Linked DNA regions of Sus scrofa: regions 2 and 3 are each linked to region 1. Evidence: chromatin contacts called from public Hi-C and HiChIP or PLAC-seq data. All regions are on one chromosome and are shown on one strand. The core of a region is the stretch at or near the end of the contact, and the rest is flanking DNA. Distances in the headings are between cores, read along the strand shown.

Region 1 (2,700 bases), core at 158-2,657:
AAATTGTGTATGTACATATGGCGGTTTTTTTCTGGATAAGTGGTCCATACAACTTGCAGCTACTCAAGGGAGGGTTCAAAATCCAATTAAGATTAAAGTGCCTGAAAGAACCATTAACGTCAGTCAAATAACTTGTCACAGGTAACCCAAGCCTTTTTTTTTTTTTTTTAATATCCTGATTAGGGGAAGATTTATCCTAATTTGGTGGCTCCTACACAACTTTTAAGCGACGCAGGCATTAAATGGCTGTGCATTACAAACAGGTCCCTTCGCACACCCAACGCAGCAAACCCCAAATTTTCCTTGAAAGGGCCAAGGAGAGGCAAATAGATTAACATTCCGGTTGCTCAAAAATCGATGGGCTCTGGCAGGACATGTCCTCCAGAAAGGACTGCTGGGCGGTAACCAGGTTTCAGGGAGGGGCTGGACCCCTGGGGGGGGTTGCAGCCAAGGCATCAGCCGCAGCCTCCTTCCGCCCCCAAACGCGCCCTAAAGCAGCGGCTGCAGGCGCAGATGCAGCAGCCCCCCGCCCTCCGAGACGCGCCCCGCGCCGCCGCGGCTGCAGCACGGTCGCAGCGACCTTCCCGTCTGGGTCTCCGTGAGCCCCGTTATCCACGTCGGCCGCACACCCCAGGAGGAAAAAGGAGAAGGTCGCACAACAAAGCCCAACCCGAGGAGGCCTAGGCGAGCTGTAAGTTGGGGCGCCGGGGCTGCGGCCGGAGGAGCGGCCGGGACACCGAGCCGCGCGGGGCCGGTGCGCCGAGATGCGGGGCGGACAGGGCCGGGGACGCGGGCCGCCAGATGTCAGCCCGCGGAGCCGGGTGTCGGCAGCCTGGAGGAAGCTGGGCTGGCTGGCAGGCGCGCGGCGTCGGGGGCGGGCGGCCAGGGGGAAGCCAGGCCTGAGGAAGGAGGGGAGCGGCGGCTGAGTCCCGAGGCACCGCAGTCGGCCGCGACCCCCACCGCAGCCAGGGGCCTGTCCCGTTACTTACCCGCGGGGAAGCTGCGGGTTCCGCCTGGGCTGTCCCTGCCGCCGGCATCCGCAGTCAGGAAGCGTCCCCACATTGCGGGCCGGAGTGCCGAGTGGGCCGGGGGCGCCCGACTCCCCACGTCCGTCCTCCGCTGCCTTCGCCTCCTGCCTCTTCGGCGGCGGAAACTTGTGCGGAGCCTGGGCCGAGGCGGCACCGGCGGGGGGCGAGCGGGCGGGCTGGTTAACGGCTGCTCAGCGACGGGCGGGGACCGCAGGAGCCAGATTCGCTACAGCGGCGGCGGCTGCCATGGTCGAGCCGCCTGGGTTGAGGCCCGAGCCAGGGAAGCGGAGGCCCTGCGGCGTCGGCGGCTTGGTCTCCGGCTGAGCCCAGGTTCAGAGGCTCCAGCGAAGTTGCAGCTGCGGCTTCTCTCCGCCCCCTCCGCCTGAGGAGCCGGAGGCCGATCTAAGCGGGGGCGGGGCTTGTAGGGGGCGGGGCCTCGGGCGCTTATATAAGGCGTGCGCGGCGCGGGGCGGAGACTGTGGGCAGGTCCCGGTGGGTTCCTTTACGCAGCTGTGCATTGCCAGCGGCGAATGCTCTTCCGACCTACCAACTGCGTCCCTGGTTTCTCAGCCCGGAGCCATTATCGGTTACGAAGAGGGCGGTAACTTGGTACTGGGTCTAATCTTTAGGTTTTCGCCACCACCCATCGCCCCAGTCCCTTGGGTAGTCCCTCAGGGGCACCTGAGAAAGACGTGGATGACCTGCCTCTCCCCTCGAGGTTTCTTGAGATGGAAGAGTTTTACACAGGAGGGGTTGAGGGAGACTCTCAGCCTCATTTGGGATTAAAGTCGTCAACCATGAATTCCACAAACATCGTTTGTGGGGGATCACTATTGGGGGTAGCGAAAGAGGTCGTTTTCTCAACTAGCAAATTAAATGGGGGGCGGGAGGGTGCAGACAGAGACGGGTACAAAATATCTATCACCTAGAGACTTATGCACACACACACACACAACAGGCAGAAAAAAAGACCCGAGGGTAATTAGTACCAGAGGGTTCAGAGAGGGGCCCGAAATTTTTAATCTGGTAGCCCAGTGTTCCAGATGATCATCAGAAAGGAGTCAAAATGGCACCAGAGCGACTTCCTTACTCCTATACTCCAAGTTCCTCCTTCCACCTGGTCAGTTGCCACTTTTTACCTGAACCCAGAGTGCAGGGGCAGATATCCTGAGGAAGGACAAAAGGGTGCAGCATCGTCTTTTTAAATCTTACTTTTATTGACAATATAATCTTTCCAATATTTAGATACAAAATAGTTCCTTTAATAAATATTGGTCGAACACTGCAGGAGGCAGGCTCTGCACTGGGCCAATGAATCAGGTAAACCTTAATGAGTCAGGCAAATTCTTAACCATCAGCAGGCTTGGAGTCCATTGACTTTTTTCTGTTTTGCTAAGGGAGGCCTTATGTTTGTATTTAAGCATCCTGTAATTGGGAAATACTGCTTAAAACTTTTAGAGATTAAATTACATCTCTGTCTTGTTTTGGGGGGGTTGCTTTTCTTTTCTTTTTTTTTTTTTTCCTTTTTTCCTCACATCTGTCTTGTAATTTATCTGATTGCAGATAAATTTTACATTTACTCCTCCTCCCATAGAGTTCCACTATTTCTCCAAATCATGAGCAGTTGGCCAAGGGTCAACTGTTTCAAAGGATAGAAAATGACAGAAACATG
Region 2 (2,700 bases), core at 185-2,684, 97 kb after region 1:
GATGCCAAACAGGGCTGGAGATAAGGTGTGCAGAGGTCCCAGGACACAGGGAATAAGGAAGGCAGGAATGCTGAAGGGAGAGGATCTACAGAAAAAAACAAAGGATGAAGATGGAGAGAGATAATGAAGATGAAGACGACTAAATGTCAAAGGGGTAGGATGAAACCAAAATGAATATAATATACAGAAATTAAAGAAAAAGGCAAGTTCTGGAGGGCAGAATTAGGCATCAGAACTTGTGTCTGACTCAGCAGGACTTCCATCACCCTAAGAACCATAGTGATGGACCCAGATCCTGAGACTCTAGCTCCAAAGCCCTTTGGCCCTACCAGCTCGAGTTAGAGGCCATTTTGTTGGCATCTCATCTATAGCTCCACTCTGCCTCTGTCCCCACCCTCATCGTGCACAACTGCTGGCATAAGACTCCCTCTTGTTTCTGGTTACTCCACTTCTGTCACTGACTTGTCCCAGTGTATGTGAGATCCTGCTGTTCCCACCTCTCCACTTGTCCTTCCCACTTTCCCTATTCCAACAGTCTGGCTTCCTAACCCTGACCTTGATGACTGACCTCTGGTAGTCTCTCTAAAGGCCAGCCTTTGGCTCTCTTTCCATTCAGGATGGCGCTTCCTGGCTGATGCCCTGGGGTTCTACCTGTACTGTAGAATAAGACAGCGATCAGCACAGAGCAGAATGTCAAAGAGAAAGAATGAGATGGAGACAACATTCCAGGTGATATCTGAGTGAGCAGTTTCAATAACACAGACGTGGATGTGGGGGGTATTATCCTTAGGGAAATAAATCAGAGAAAGACAAACAGTGTGTGTCATCACTTACATGTGGAATCTAAAAAAGAAAGCACATGAATGAATATAACTAAACAAAAACAGACTCATAGATAGAGAGAAGAAACTAGTGGTTACCAGTGTAGAGAGGGAAGTGGAGAGAAACAAGACAGGAGTAGGAGGTTAAGACATACAAACTACTATGTATAAAATAAATAAGCTAGAAGGATGTAATGTAAAGCACAAGGACTAGAGCCAATACTTTATAATAACTTTCAATGATGTAAAATCTATAAACATATTGAAATTTAATACAGAAATTAAAGAAAAAGGCAAGTTCTGGTGGGCAGAATTAGGCATCAGAACTTGTGTCTGATTATACAGTATACCTGAACTAGTATAATATTGCAAATCAACTATGGTTCAATAAAAATCAATAAATCAGTGGTTCTCAAAAAAAAAAAAACACAAACTCCAGAGTCTAAAAGAAAGGGAGGGGCAGGAAAAGATAGAGATAAACCAGAAAACAAAAGAATGGCCAGATGAAGCAAGTAGGCTGAGGCAGTTTTCTGACCCACTTCTAAGTGTCTTCATTTCCCTCTTATCCCAGAGGGAACCTCTCTCTGAATGAGATCAGCGGAAACTTTCAGGGGACAGCAATTGGAAACGGCTGGCTTAGGTGACATGCATGACCAGGAGAAGGCATTTCCTTACAGCCGCTTCTGATAAGGACATGCTTTCAGCTGCTGCCTGCTTACTGCTCCTTCAAAGGAAAGCTCTGGTTGCCCTACTGAGTTCTAAGCTCTCAGTATCCTGTCTGTCTTTTCATGCCCCCGCTAAACAGAGAAAGAAAGAAAAGGAGGCTGAACTTCCAGCTCTGCAGATCCTTCTTCTGGAACTATCTTTTCCCGTCTAGTTTGAACAGTCAATGTGCTTTCTTAACATCCTGTTCTTGGCCTTTCAATCTCAGTCTGAAACAAGAGATGCTGTGTTATATATCTGAAAGTTGCTAAGAGAGGGATTCTTAAAAGTTCTCATCATAAGAAAAAAAACATCTTAATTGTGTGTGGGGATGTGATATTAAACAGACTTAGCATGGAGATCATTTCACAATACATAGAAATATCAAATCATTATGTTGTACACCTAGAACTACTATGTCAATTTTATCTCAATTCCAAAATTAAAGAAAGAAAAAGTGATTTTTTAAAAACAGATAAATACACATTGATCGTTCACTTTTGCCAAAGTAGTTACTCATTTTAAATGGTATCGACATAGGTTTATTAGTTGACTAACTCCCTGACTGAGAGTAAAATTCATTTTCAGATAATTATAACCATTTTTTCTCCTAACAGTCACATGGATAAGAATTAACATTCTTGGATAAAAATCAATTTTATATATATATATATGCACTTCTAGATTTTTTTTTTTCCTCAGTCCAAGTTTGGCACCACATTTTGGTTTGGAAAGTTAAGTTTGCAAGAACTTCATGAAGCATAAGGAAATGCTCCTGTCCTAAATTATAGCTTAGATTGTTGGATGGAGTTGCTTTGCCTGAGAAAAACAAAAGCTTAAGGGTAATAGCACTTAAACGTTCCATACAGCACTTGTAAATTCACAAGTTCTCTGTTCTGTTGGTGGTGGTTCCTATCAGGGCCAGATACTGTGTAAGCAAAGCCTACAATATGTATTCTTTTCACCCCCTTCAGTAACTGAGCCTTGGTTATCTAATTTGTGTCAAGTGGCTTTAGGAGGCTGCCGGGGGCTGTGCTGGAAATGTACGCAAAGATTTATCAGACCCTGGAGGTGTCCTAGAAGTACAAGGTTGGTGGGAGTGATAAACTGCCACTAACCTACTCTAGCTGTACATCAATTCAATTTCCCTTCTGTCTTTAAAGTGGCCTCAGGGAAC
Region 3 (2,700 bases), core at 129-2,628, 120 kb after region 1:
AGGAAAGGAAAATAGGATCTACACCACCATGTTCAATGCAGCATTATTCACAGCAGCTAAGATAAGGAAACAAGCATTTATCAATGAGGAAGAAAGAAGACAGACATGTATACAATTGGACAGTATTCATCCATGAGAAAGTACATCCTGCTGCTTGCAACAACATGGATGGAGCTCCAGGACATTGTGCTAAATGAAATAATCCAGACCGAGAAAGACAAATCTTGTAATGACATCATTTGTATGTGAAATCTAAAAAAGCTGAATAAAAACAGAGTAGAAGGGTGGTTACCAGGGCCAGGAAGTGGAGGAAATGGGGAGATGTTGGCGAAAGGCCACAAACGTACAGCTAGAAGATGAATCAATTCTGGAGATCTAATGCACAGCATGATGATTTCAGTTAATAATACTGTATTATATAATTGAAAGTTGCTAAGAGACTAGGTCTTAATTGTTCTCACCACAAAAAAGAAATGGTAATTACTTAACGTGATGGAGGTTGGCTGGCATGATAGTGGTGATCATACACTGTATAAATGCATCAAATCAACACGTTGTACACTTTAAACCTACTCTATGTCGATGATGTCTCAACCACAAAAAAATAATGCAGGCTATTGCTTGTGGGAGATTCTGTGTGTTTTTTTTTTTGTTTTGTTTTTTGTTTTAAATTTCTGATTAACACAAATCTGAGGATCTTGTGGATAGGAATCTGCCTGTTCCCCACCTCCCAAAGGAATCACATTACTGAACGTATATTCTTTCAGAGTCTGCGCTTCTATAAAATGGACTCTGGCTTCAAGGCTCTCAGGGCTTCAAGGCCCTGCCACAGTCTAGCTCTTCAGGTGCAAAGTCTTCAGAAGAAGGAGCACTGTTCTGTGATGCTCAAATGGGGTTCCCCGCCCCCACCGGCTCTGGCCCAGCCCTCAGTGGGCCTGTGTGTCTGCCTGGAGCGCCCAAGGGGCCTGCTTTTGGAAGAAACTTTTTCATCATGAGTTGAATGCAGGCAGGTCTCCAGCTTCAGCTGGTGAGTTCAGGCATCCCAGGCTTTTGAGTTCCTTTGTCAGCGATCCTCCACGCCCCCTAGTGGTGTGAGCCACAGAGAGAACGGGCTGGCCTAGATTCCCTTTCCGGGGGACTGGGACTTGTCAGAGCCACCTTTGTTCAAGGGAAGTAAGCACAGGAAACGGACACACAAAACCCCTTCCGGACAGTTATCTAGGGTCCAGCTTTTTAATGAGCAAAAGCTCCCCATGAAAAAAAGTACTTTCACACATTTGATGGGGGGAAAAAAAAAGGGCTACTTGGCCGGGCTGCACCTCGCCATCCCCCAGGGCAGCCTCACAGTGTTCCGCCGCGACAGTGCCCAGAGCCCAGCGGATGCCACAGCCCGGCTTGGCGTGGCGAAGCACAGCCGCCTTGAGGTGTTACTGCCTTTCCTTAGGTGCTGAACCAGGGCTAAGGTGTGGAGAAATCCCCTGCTTTGCATATGCAGCTGCCCAGGTCTGCCTGTAAAGAAAAGGGAACTGCCCTCAACCCAAGTGCCTGTAGGAGAGGGCTGCCCACACTTTTCTCTCTGAAAGCACTCCATGACTGAATGGGAGATGAGACAAGACCCTTCTGACTTTGGCCTTGCCCTGATATAGTCATATTTCTTTGGGGGAATTGTCATGATATATATAGGTGACTTGGGGCACTGATTTTGGAATCAGTTTCTCCTCCTCCAGAAGCCATTTGTTAGCTGTGTGACCTTGAAAAATTAACATAGCCCCCTCTGATCATGTTTCCATCTATAAACAGAGTTGATGTTACCTTTCTTACATAATTGCTATGAGAACTAAGTATTTATTATCTACCTATCTCATACATACAGACCAAGGTACATCAAGTGTCTAATATGACACCAAGCAGAGTAGGTGCTCAATACCAGGCAGTTCCTTCCTCTTCCCATATCTTCTCAATTGTCCACTCAGATCTCTCTGTGCCTGGGAGGATGGCAGTTGGTACATGTCATGAGGCAGGACATCATCAACACCCTGGCATCACCCAACTCCCTGCCACATACATGGCTCTTGCTCCAGAGAGGGGCAGGATGACCAGACTCAGGTCCTCTGCTTCTGAAATTTCTCGGGTCTAAATTTTTGCTTGGCAGGCTTTTTGTTTGATTGATTGGTTTGGTTTGGTTTGAAATGACACTGGAGATCGGATGCTTGGGATTTGTTTTGCACTTCGCTTTGGAGGGACAGAAACAATCTCATTTTTCTATAGTGAGTGGGAGTTGCCTTTAATCCCCTGAGATTCTCTTCTGCCCCAGGGACTCCCAAGTTTCCTTTACTGAGTAAATAAATTAGAACTGGTCGTGGGTGCAGAGAGGGCAATAAGGAGGGGACTCACCAGAGCTAGTGCCCTGCAGTTCTGGTCACATCTTCTTCCAGTGTCATGTGCAAAAGGTCTGCCATTTCAGCCATTCCTGGTTGAAACATAAACCTTGGTGCTCCTGGTGGAATAATCAGATGTCTCATGGAGATAAAAAGCAGGGGAGGACAGGAACCTGCTGACCATGACACTTGCCACTTGCATGAAGATCTGCTCTTCTGCTTTTGGTCCTGGAATCCTAAATCCATCTAATCCTTGGGGGCAGGGCAGCTTTTTAGGAGCAGTTCTGACAGCTGTTTCTCATAATTATACAAGATGACAACT

The links. Hi-C and Micro-C count contacts between places; a contact is called where the count stands out from the background. HiChIP or PLAC-seq counts read pairs in DNA pulled down with a chosen protein or histone mark.
Region 2: an H3K27ac HiChIP or PLAC-seq map of skeletal muscle shows a contact between it and region 1, with 4 times the contacts expected there. The contact joins the enhancer-like site here to the promoter of CEP85L in region 1. A contact is called at or near these places in 2 of 5 promoter capture datasets (fetal skeletal muscle and liver), 12 of 47 Hi-C or Micro-C datasets (embryonic fibroblasts, fetal skeletal muscle, heart right ventricle and 6 more) and 2 of 2 datasets of contacts at active chromatin or transcription factors (alveolar macrophages and skeletal muscle).
Region 3: a Hi-C map of brain shows a contact between it and region 1, with 2.7 times the contacts expected there. The contact joins the enhancer-like site here to the promoter of CEP85L in region 1. A contact is called at or near these places in 2 of 5 promoter capture datasets (fetal liver and liver), 13 of 47 Hi-C or Micro-C datasets (brain, embryonic fibroblasts, fetal heart ventricle and 7 more) and 1 of 2 datasets of contacts at active chromatin or transcription factors (alveolar macrophages).

Annotation. Positions count from the first base shown.
Region 1 is chr1:43,391,337-43,394,036 of Sscrofa11.1, reverse strand. CEP85L (centrosomal protein of 85 kDa-like) reads right to left here and starts at 1,407. Exons shown (of 15, transcript XM_003121248.5): 1 at 990-1,407. The coding sequence starts at 1,062. LOC110260246 (a long non-coding RNA gene) reads right to left here. Exons shown (of 2, transcript XR_002343179.1): 2 at 2,511-2,700.
Region 2 is chr1:43,294,370-43,297,069 of Sscrofa11.1, reverse strand. No RefSeq gene overlaps it. Among named protein-coding and RNA genes, the nearest start is that of ASF1A, 81 kb to the right of the region's middle. Within about 2 kb of position 1,434, at least 2 of the 83 cell types and tissues checked have an H3K27ac peak or open chromatin away from gene starts, as enhancers often do. A contact at or near this core is called in skeletal muscle, where this site is marked.
Region 3 is chr1:43,273,044-43,275,743 of Sscrofa11.1, reverse strand. No RefSeq gene overlaps it. Among named protein-coding and RNA genes, the nearest start is that of ASF1A, 59 kb to the right of the region's middle. Within about 2 kb of position 1,378, at least 19 of the 83 cell types and tissues checked have an H3K27ac peak or open chromatin away from gene starts, as enhancers often do. A contact at or near this core is called in alveolar macrophages and brain, where this site is marked.